2 separate regions of the Sus scrofa genome follow, and region 2 is linked to region 1. Evidence: chromatin contacts called from public HiChIP or PLAC-seq data. All regions are on one chromosome and are shown on one strand. Each heading gives the region's core, a stretch centred on a gene start, on an enhancer-like site or on the middle of the called end of the contact. The rest is flanking DNA. Distances are from core to core; before and after follow the strand shown.

Region 1 (4,965 bases), core at 1,713-4,212:
AGAGGTGGCGGGGCGAGCAGGCTCGGAGCCTCAGGACGCTGGTGGTGTGACCGGAGGCTAGTGGCTGCCTCTCTGGGCCTTAGGAGATAAGCACTGAGAAGGAAGGACCCAGGAATTTAGACTTTGGAACAGCCTTTGGCCCCAGTCCCTGGGGACACTGCAGGGGGACACTTTACCCAGGGAGGGGCCTCCAGGCCCTGCACCTCGAACCCCCGACAGGGGACTCCGTGCCCTGGGCCCTTTTCCAGCCCGGCCTCAGTGTCCGCATCTGTAACAAGGGCCGTGTTTGCTGGACTGTTGGCAGGGTCTCTCCCGGAGCCGGCGGTCTCGTTGGGAGGTCTCCTCCCCTTCTGGGTCCCAGCTCAGTGTCTCCCTCTGAAAAATGTGCCTTGGGGTCCCCGCAGGGGCGGGCAGCGGCGGGGCCCCCAGGCCAGAGCCAGGCAGCCAGCGGGGCGGCCTGGGCTGGAGGAGGCGGGCTTGGTCTCTGGCGTGGGTTGTAAATGTCCCCTCGCCTGGGGGCCTCGCGGGCAGGGGACCGCAGAGAAGAAAAAAGCCCCGGAAAGGCAAGAACGGTCCCCACGGGCGGGGGCGGCCGGGGGGCCGGGGCTGTGCGCCTGCCCGGGCGGCTCTGAAAACTCCCTGCCTGCGAGGGCAAAGTTCCCGGCCAGCCGAGAACCTGTTCACTTCCTCTCCCGCGGTCTCCTCCCTCTTCCTCTGGCCGCCTCACTTCCTCTTTTCCTCCTCCTGCTGCTCTCTCCCCCCCCCCCCAGCGCCTCCCCTCCCCCAGGCGGCTGCCCAGCCCCCTCCCAGGCCTCCTTCTTTCGGGGTCCTTTCTCAGGACCCAGGACACCCAGGCCGTCCCTTCTTCAGCCCTCAGATCAGGGCCCTGGGGGGGGCCCCGCAGGAGGAGGGGGATGCTGGCCGGCACAGGAGACCACTGGGCTGCGGCAGACAGAGGGCCAGGAGGGTACCAGGCCCCCAGGTCAGTGGGGGCGAGCGTGCCCCTTGGCTGGCCCTGGTTGAGAAGAGGCCAGGTGGCAGCACAGGTCCTGCCTGGGGACCAGCCTGGCTCTCCATCCTTGCCCTGCCCGGGGGGCCCTGCAGTGGTCCCAGTGTGACCAGCCCCCCCACCGGGCTGGCAGCCCATCAACCCGCAGCAAACCCCACCTCCCGCCCCAACCCCCGAATCACAGGGCTGGCAGGTCCTGAGGTGGCTGGCCCCTCGCCCACGACTGAGAGACACAAGGCCTGGGACAGGGAGCGCAGTCTGGCCCCTGGGAGGGAGGGAGTGGATGGGCTGGGAACATTCGCCCAGGCCTGGGGCGGGGTTGGGGGAGTTGTTCCCTGGGAATGCTAGCTGGTGGCCCTGAGCCTGCAGGCTCTGCTGTGCGCTGGGGGACGGTCACCCTTCCTACCTGTTTGTAGCCTCTGCAACCTTCCAAGTGCCCTGCCACTGGCCTCCCACAGGGGGCTGGACCAAGCTGCCTCTTCCCTGGCCAGATTCCACACCCATATATGGACTAATCTTTCGCTGGTTTCAACACACACTCAAGGAGCACCTACTATGCGTAGCAAAGCCCTAGGCAGACCTGGAGACAGACGCCCGAGGGCAGGCCAGGGCCCCCACCTGGACCCCTCTGCCCTGTTTCCTTTGTGGGAAAATTCAGCTTGTCACGGCCTCGGAGAAGGTGCACCTCCACGCTGCCCCGCTGGGCTTCCTTCGGCCACTCACTGCCCACTGGTGGCCCCCGCCTGGGTGCAGGCTCTCCCTGCTGGACAGGCAGTTCCCAGAGCAGGGAACCACTGGGAACACCCGGGGGCACCCAGGTCTGACCCCGTGTTTGGTGGAGAGACCAGGGCAGGAGTGGGCCCCAGCTGGTCCCTGCTGCCCCACCCCCCTCCCCCTAACTCCTCTCTGGCACATTGAATGTCCTTCCCCAGTCCTTGGTGGCCTCCAGATGGTCTAGGAGGGCAGTTCAGCTGTGGCTGCACGTGACAGACAGACGATGGATGGTGGGTCCCAGAGCTGTGCTCAGTGGCCCTGCCTGCCTGCAGCCAGCAGTGCTTGGCAGCTGCCTGGGTCGCCAGCTAATGGCCCAGGCTTGGCCTTGGCTGGGTGTGACCAGGCAGCCTCAGCCGCAGCCCAGCTCCATGGGAACAGCTTCTCTGCTCTACGGAGCCCACCTCTCCTGGGCCTGCAGCAAGGGAGGCCTGGAGCCCTCTTCACGGGGAACTTCCAGCCCCCAGCCCCTGGGGCCTGTCCTGTCCCTAGAGACTGCAGTCCTGAAGCCCCTGCTACGTGTCTCCAAGTCCCCTGACTCAAGCATGCCCCACCATAGCCCTCAAGCCCACGGTCTCTAAGTAATGTGCCCCCTTAGCAAGCTCAGCACCCCCACTTAGCAAGCTCAGCACCCCCAGTCGGGGCCCCCCCTTACCCAGGCTTTCTGGGCAGCAGAGCTAATGTCGCCAAGGGGAGGGTGACTCTCTCATCACTCCTTTCCCCCACCTGCTCCTTAAGCATGCACCCACAGCAACCAGGGACTCTCGCATCCGTGCTGACCCTTGCCCACAGGGGCGCTCACTGCTTTGGGGCATCCACATTCGGAGGGTGCCGGGGTGGGGAGACCCGGAGACCAGCAGGCCGGGTGCAGGCCTGGCCAAGCGGGGCCGGACCCGACACTGCTCAGGCGGGCGGCGGCCCACTGTTGGGGCCCAGCACCCAAGGGCGGCCGACGCCAAAACTCTCTCCCTCCTCTTCCTCAATCTCGCTCTCGCTCTCTCCTAGCCAGTCCATCTCCCTCCCTCTTTCTTTTTTTTTTTTTTTCTTTTTTTTTTTTTTTGCAAAAGGAGGGGAGAGGGGGTAAAAAAATGCTGCACTGTGCGGCGAGGCCGGTGAGTGAGCGGCGCGGGGCCAATCAGCGCTCGCCGTTTCGAAAGTTGCCTTTTATGGCTCGAGCCGCCGCGACTGCGCCCCATAAAACCCGGCGGCGCGACGCACAGCCACAGCCGAGACCGCGTCCACTCCGCCAGCACAGGCCCCTCGCCCTTGCCGCTCCGCCTTCGCCGCCGGTCTACACCGCTACCAGGTAGGGTCCCCGCACCGGCCGGGCCGCTGATGCGCTGGGCCCGTGCCTCTTGTGGGCAGGTGGCCCCCTCCGCCCCGGCCCCGTGGACAGCCGGCCGGGTGCCGGGAATGGACTCATGCGCTCCTCGTTCGGGGCCCGGGCTGCGCTCGGGGAGCGCTCCCAGAGTGTTTCTTTGGGAGCCCTAGCGGCGGCGATTCTTTGTCCGAGCGGGCCGATCGCTCCGCCGGCGGGAGAGCAGTGCAGCCGGGCGGCGGGGCGGGTGGGTGGGCGCGGCGCGGTGGCCGAGCCGGGTGGGGGCTGGGACGCCAGTGCGCGTGCGTGTGCGCCGTAGGCCCAGGAGGCGAGGGCGGGGCGGGCGGCCGGAAGGGGTGGGGTCGCCGCGGCGCGAGAGCGCCTGCGCGCACTTCCTCGCGGAGCCACGGGCCGCCCCGGGTGTGGTCGCCGCGCGCCCGCCGAGTGGCGCTTTTTGGGCGGGGCGGGGCTGGCGCCCAGTGGGGAGGGGGCGGAGGCCTGGCTTCCTGCCGCGCGCCTCGGGGCCGCCTCCGACCAGCGTTTGCCTTTTATGGTAATAACGCGGCCGGCCGGCTTCCTTTGTCCCCAATCTGGGCGCGTGCCGGCGCCCCCTGGCGGCTCGAACGCGCGTCGCGCCGGAAGTGAGTAGGGCGGAGGCGGCCGCACCCGGCCTCCGGCTCACGGTCCTGCTGCCCCTGCAGTTCGCCATGGATGACGATATTGCTGCGCTCGTGGTCGACAACGGCTCCGGCATGTGCAAGGCCGGCTTTGCGGGCGACGATGCTCCCCGGGCCGTCTTCCCCTCCATCGTGGGGCGCCCCCGACACCAGGTAGGGCGCCGCCCTCGGGTCTGACTTGGTGGGTGGGGTCTTGGTAGCAGGTGGAGGGAAGGGGGAGGCTTTCTGCGTGGGGGCCGGTGGGGCCGGGCCCGGGCTGAAGGCGCCTCGCCCCTCCTTCCGCAGGGCGTGATGGTGGGCATGGGCCAGAAGGACTCCTACGTGGGGGACGAGGCCCAGAGCAAGAGAGGCATCCTGACCCTCAAGTACCCCATCGAGCACGGCATCGTCACCAACTGGGACGACATGGAGAAGATCTGGCACCACACCTTCTACAACGAGCTGCGTGTGGCCCCCGAGGAGCACCCCGTGCTGCTGACCGAGGCCCCCCTGAACCCCAAAGCCAACCGTGAGAAGATGACCCAGGTCAGTGGCCCACTGGGCTCTCTCGGGCGGCCGCCCCCTCCTCTCTTGCCCCTCTTTGCCACGCCCTTTCTCACTTGTTCTTTCTTCTGCCATTTTCCTAGGACTTTTCTTCTCTGACCTGAGTCTCCTTTGGAACTCTGCAGGTTCTATTTGCTTTTCCCCAGCTGGAGTCTTTCTCGTGTTTGCCTTTCTGACTAGGTGTTAAAAGCATAAGGTGCTGTGGGTGTATAGGTACTAACACTGGCTCGTGTGACAAAGCCGACGAGGCTGCCGTAAAGGGGCCTCGGAGTGTGTATCCCGTAGGTGCACAGTAGGTCTGACGTGACTCCCCGACCTGGGGTCCCCAGCACACTTAGCCGTGTTCCTTGCACTCTCTGCATGTCCCCAGTCCGGCCTGACTGCCCCCGGCGGCTTCCCGAGGGTGACAGCGTCCCTCCCTCCCTCCAGATCATGTTCGAGACCTTCAACACCCCAGCCATGTACGTGGCCATCCAGGCCGTGCTGTCCCTGTACGCCTCTGGCCGCACCACTGGCATCGTGATGGACTCCGGAGACGGGGTCACCCACACGGTGCCCATCTACGAGGGGTACGCCCTGCCCCACGCCATCCTGCGTCTGGACCTGGCTGGCCGGGACCTGACCGACTACCTCATGAAGATCCTGAC
Region 2 (5,144 bases), core at 706-3,205, 44 kb before region 1:
GGCACCCGCAGAGCAGAGCGCCGCGGCCGGGAGACGTGCGGCGGGTGCAGGACAGGGTGCCTGGCGAGCCGCCAGCCGCGCCACGCCGTTCCGGAGCCCGGGGCGCGAGGAGGGAGGCCGCCTCCTGGGGCGACTTCGGAAGGGGCACTGGGCCTGGGGGCGACGCGGTGGCGGGGGAGGGGGGTCTTCGGCAGGAGGGACCCGCGGAAAGCCCATCCCCTCCCCCACCCCGCCGCATCTGGTTTTCCCATCTGCAGAGACCGAGCAGGACAAAGGGGGCGAGGGAGGGCCCTGTCGAGGAGCCCGCCCCCCGGCTCACAAAGGCCGCGGCCTCGAGCGCGGGGCAGACGCGGGAGGAGGGGCCGGGGGGAAGGGCAGACCCTCGGGGCGACCCCCTTCCCGCAGAAGCCAACCCCTCCCGGCCGAGAGAGGGGGTGGGGAAAGGCCCAGGGGGCCAGGAGGTGGAAGTGCACCCTGCAGAGATCAAAGCTCCCCTATCCCGCCGGCGAAAGGCTGCCCAAAGGGAGCTGGGGCACGCCCTGCGCCGGAGGCGACCCCTCGCCTCCGCCCCTGAGCTGAAGGCCCGCTGACGGGGGCGGGGGTAGGAGGGGGGGCACGAGGAACGGACAAGGGGCGTCCCCTCCCCAAGACTGGGTCTGCAGATACCCGGGATCTGCGCGGGGAGGGAGGACCCGGACTGGGCGGGGAGTTCGGAGGGCGCCACTTGGGGTGGAGCCTAAGCGCGGCCTAGGGAGTCCCAACTCCACGGCGGAGTGGGGGCTGTGCCTCTGCACCCAAGGACAGGGAAAGCCGCTTCCTCGGGGCCGGAGCGCACGGCCCGCGGCGGGGTGGGGTGGCCCGCGCGCCCAGCGGGGGCTCGCCGGGCGTCGCTCGGGATGGCAGACGCGCCGCGGGCGAGAAAGGGCGGGAGGCTGTGGGGACGGGGGTGGGGTGCGCTTTGTGCACAGCCCGAGAGGCGGGGGGCGGCGTCCCCACTCACCCTGGCGCGTGGACACGTTCCTCTCGTTGGCAGCCTGCAGCACGACTTGGGCGCAGCTCTGCTCCAGGGCGAAGAGCTCGTCCTTGCCCACCTTGGTGGCCTTGCCCGCCTTGAGCGTGCCGCTGGGCCCCGACGGCGCCAGGTAGCGGCCCTCGCAGTCGCGGAAGGCCACCTTGCCGGAGCGGAACTCGAGAGTGTAGCCTGTGGCGGGCTCAGGTTGCTCCACTAGGCGCCCGTCGTGGCGCAGGAAGCGGTGGTCGGCCGTCTGCAGGCTGTAGCGCTGGTCCTGGAAGGCCAGCGTGATGAGCGAGTCGACGCCCCAGGGCACGTCGCGGTCCACTGAGATCTCGTCGGCGGGCCGGGCGCTCAGGTGCGCGTAGCGCTTGCGGGCCAGGCTGTAGATGTTGACCTGCGGGTGCATGGCGATGTGCACGCTCCACTTCTCGGCCGGTGACACGGTCTGAGCGAAGCACGACAGGCGGTCCTCGGTGCCGCCAAAGTAGCGCCGGTGCGCCTCGGACTGCAGTGACCAGCGGCCGTCGTCGTGCGCCACGATGAGAAAGCGGCAGTCGGCGTCGGGCACCTCATGTTCGCAGGTCACGTTGCCATCCTTGTCCGCCGCCAGGTAACGGCCCAGGTGGCTGCGCAGGCACATGGCTGCACCGCCCGCCTCGTCGGGCGGCTGCTCCAGCGTCCAGATCTGCTTCTTCTTCAGGCTGCTGGCCGAAGCGTTCACCTTGAACCCGAACGTCTCGGCCGTCAGGTACTTGTTGCTGCAATTGATGAGGCCGAACTGGATCTGGAGGGCCTCGGCCGTGCCGTTGGCGGTCATGGTGGCGGCGGGCTGGAGGCCCCGGCGCGGCCCGGGAGGTCGGTGGCGGGTCCCTGCGGCGGCGCCCTGCTCCTTTGTTCTACTGCCGCGGCCGTGCGCGCACCCTCAGCAGCGCTCTACAAAGCCGGCCCGTGGCGCCCTAGCCCCTTTATAAGCGGGGTGACGTCAGCGCCGCGAGGTCCCGCCCCCGCCCCGCCCCGCCCCGGGACGCGCCGAAGAGGGGGCGCGGGGACCCGGGGAGCGAACAGGGTCGCGCAGGGGCTGGGAGAGGCGCGGGTGGCGGCTCGGCTCGCAGCGTCCTCTCCTTCGGCGCGGCCGGCCTCTGCGGTTCCCCCCACTTCGGGCCGCCGCCCACTTCCCCCAATGCCAGGGCCCCACCCTCGCAGCGCCGCAGCCTGAGGACTCCCTCAGAGCCAGGGACCCCTCGGAGGCCCCCTACCCCAAGCCCAGCCGGGAGAAAAGCCAGCCAGGTTTGAGGCTGTGATGGAGACGGTGGAGAGCCGCAGAGCCATCAGAACTAGGACGAGGCGGTCCGGAGGCTGCTCAGATGAGGTGGCCTTAGAGCAGAGCCTTGAAGGAGCTGAGAGGGGACCCTCTAAGGGCCTGTGGGCGGAAGGGATGGGAGGAGGACACCAGGAGCTGGGGAGGGCCCTGCAGACCCCAACTCATCCAACCCAGGCCTTGCGGCCTCCCGAACAGAGGCTGTGTTTCTCCGAAGCTGCCTTCCTACGCCTTTGCCCTGAAGGCCACTGAGACCCCTCCCTGTGGCCCAGGTCCCCAGCCCCCCCCTGGCCCAAATAGGTCTCCTTGGTAGTGGAGATGAGTGACAGTGGCCCCATTCTGAGGAGGCAGAAGCCACGGGGTCCTGGTGAGGTTCACCAGGTATGGGGTGAGCAGCGTGCCCTTGTGCTGAGCGGGTCAGAAGCAGGATGCAACTCGGGCAGCACAGCCCTGAGGGGCGGAAACCCGGTCTCCAGCCCAGCACACCTCCCGCTTTATACCCGCCCCCAGGCCCCCACTTCATTGGATGCTGAGCCCAGCACCCAGGAAGGGGTGATGTGGGCTCCTCCTTGAGGGCCTCCGCTCTCCATCCTCCTCCCGCGAAGTGGACCTTCCCTGCAGACGGCCCATCCCCACCCCCGGGGAGGAACACTTCCCTTTTCTGAGCATCTCGGAAGGCCAACACTTTTGCTGGGACATTCCCCACATGCCTGCAGGCCCCTGGAATGCCAGCATGACCACAGGCTGCCCACAAGGTCTCCAGGCCAAAGGCAGAGGGCACTGAAGTAGCTCCCGGGCTGGTTGGGCTGTGCCTGTGCCTCCCAGCCAGGCAAACCCCTCCAGGGATTTTTATCTTTCAGGGGAATTTTGGGTTAACTGTCTCATCATGGTGGGTCAAGTGGGTTAACTGGCAGGGCTGCTGCCTCTCAGTCCGGCCAGGGGCGGGAGCTGGTCCAGGCCTTCCCAGGTGATACTTTCAAGGGGTAGAAAGACTAGCCAGGCGAGCTGGGCGTGGTGGCAGCCTGGCTTCCTGCACTGGGCTTCCTGGGTTCACACAAACCTCCCTGGTTCTTGGTTTTCCCACCTCTCTAAAGGGCATAACGACAGCACCTGCCCCTGGAGAGAAGTTGAGACGACAGAAGCAGCCAACACCCATGACCGTGACTGAGGGGGTCCCTGGGACACGGCCCTCAGTTTTCAAACCAGGAAGGTCTTGGGCAAACCAGACAAGTTGGTGATGACACATGTCAAGCCCCTAGAAAACAGTGCCTGGCACGTCACGTAGTCAGTGCTCAATAAATGCTGGCTGGTCCTGGGGACACAGACAGGCCAGACCCCCTCCAGCCTCCAGGGTCCCCAGGAATCCCCAGGACCCGGTCCTGTCCTGTCGTCTGAGCACTGGTGGAGTACAAGGTTTAGGGTCAATCGGTGAGGAGCAGGAGCCTTGTGCCGACATGCCCAAGAGAGCGGAATGAAATGGGGCAGTGGGGGGATGGGACATAGAAAGGGGACCTTGGATTTCCCCACAGACAAGGGCAGCCCAAGGCAGTGAACAAAAGAGAGCCTGAAATGTTGGGGGAGATCAGGTCCAGCCTGAGACTGGGTGGGACTGGGTGATCGGGGCTCAGTATGTAAAGAATGTGGAGCTGCAGTGGGTTAAGGAGCTGGCGTTGCTGTGAGCTGTGGTGTAGGTTGTAGATGTAGCTCAGATCCTGCGTTGCTGTGGCTCTGGCGTAGGCCGGTGGCTGCAGCTCCGATTCGACCCCTAGCCTGGGAACCTCCATACGCCGCGGGAGCAGCCCTAGAAAAGGCAAAAAGACCAAAAAAAAAAAAAAAAGAATGTGGAGCTAAATTACTATTATTTCAATTTTTTCGATAGACCGTACATTCACATAGTTCACACATCCAAAACCATAAAAAGACTTTTGCCCCCCGACCCCCATCCCTATCCATTACCTCAATAACTGATGTTAGATGATTTTCCTTTCCTTGAACTTCAAAGACAAGCAAATATTCATCTATACTCTTGTAAATCTCTCCATCTCGAAATGGTTAATTCTTTCTCCCTTCCTTTCTTCCCTCCTTCCTTTCTTCACCCTTGGCACGTGGAAGTTCCCGGGCCAGGGATCAAACCCCTGCCACAGCAGTAACAATGCCGGATCTTTAACCTGCTGAGCCACTAGGGAGCTCCTAAATAGTGTGTTTAATCCTGCTTTATTCCTTCACGTACCTGCACAGTTTCTGCTTTGGTATGTAAGTGCCTTCCTTGTTCCTTTTCACAGCTGTGTAATAGTTCACTGCATGAAGGTGCCATTTATTTAATGTGTCCTGTGGATGGACATTTGGGTTGTTGTTGTTGATACGCTGCTTTGGCCAGAACCCCCTCCCAAGAGTGCAGCCCCCAACCACAAACCAATATGTTGTTGTGCTTCTCTTTACCTGGCTATGCCCCATGCATCATGTGAAAAATTAAGGCTGTCCAGCCCCAGCTTGAATGCCTCTGGTGATGGGGAGCTCACTCTGTCCTCTGTCCAAAGCCAGTGTGAGTGATATCTTTTTGCCCTGGTCTAGCTTGGGTGGAGACTGAGGGGTGAGGGAGCTCTGGCCCATGCAGCAGCTGGGGAAAAGGGGTGTCCTGAGTACAGGGAAAGCTACCAGGTGGCTGAGTCTCATGACCATAGATCCTTGGATGGGAGGAGAGGGAAGCATCTTGGAGTTTTGTTTTTGTTTTGTTTTTTTGGCCGCACCCACAGCACATGGACGTTCCTGCCGGGGATCAAACTGGCACCGCAGTGGTGACCCTAGGTCCTT

Evidence for each region. HiChIP or PLAC-seq counts read pairs in DNA pulled down with a chosen protein or histone mark.
Region 2: a contact with region 1 is called in an H3K27ac HiChIP or PLAC-seq map of skeletal muscle. The contact joins the promoter of FSCN1 here to the promoter of ACTB in region 1. A contact is called at or near these places in 2 of 47 Hi-C or Micro-C datasets (embryonic fibroblasts and epiblast stem cells) and 2 of 2 datasets of contacts at active chromatin or transcription factors (alveolar macrophages and skeletal muscle).

What each region holds. Positions count from the first base shown.
Region 1 is chr3:4,088,380-4,093,344 of Sscrofa11.1, reverse strand. It overlaps ACTB (actin, cytoplasmic 1), which reads left to right and starts at 2,962. Exons shown (of 8, transcript XR_002342206.1): 1 at 2,962-3,086; 2 at 3,800-3,928; 3 at 4,061-4,300; 4 at 4,748-4,965. LOC106509620 (a long non-coding RNA gene) reads right to left here and starts at 2,849. Exons shown (of 3, transcript XR_001307289.2): 1 at 2,436-2,849.
Region 2 is chr3:4,130,984-4,136,127 of Sscrofa11.1, reverse strand. FSCN1 (fascin actin-bundling protein 1) reads right to left here and starts at 1,955. Exons shown (of 5, transcript NM_001146300.1): 1 at 1,001-1,955. The coding sequence starts at 1,832.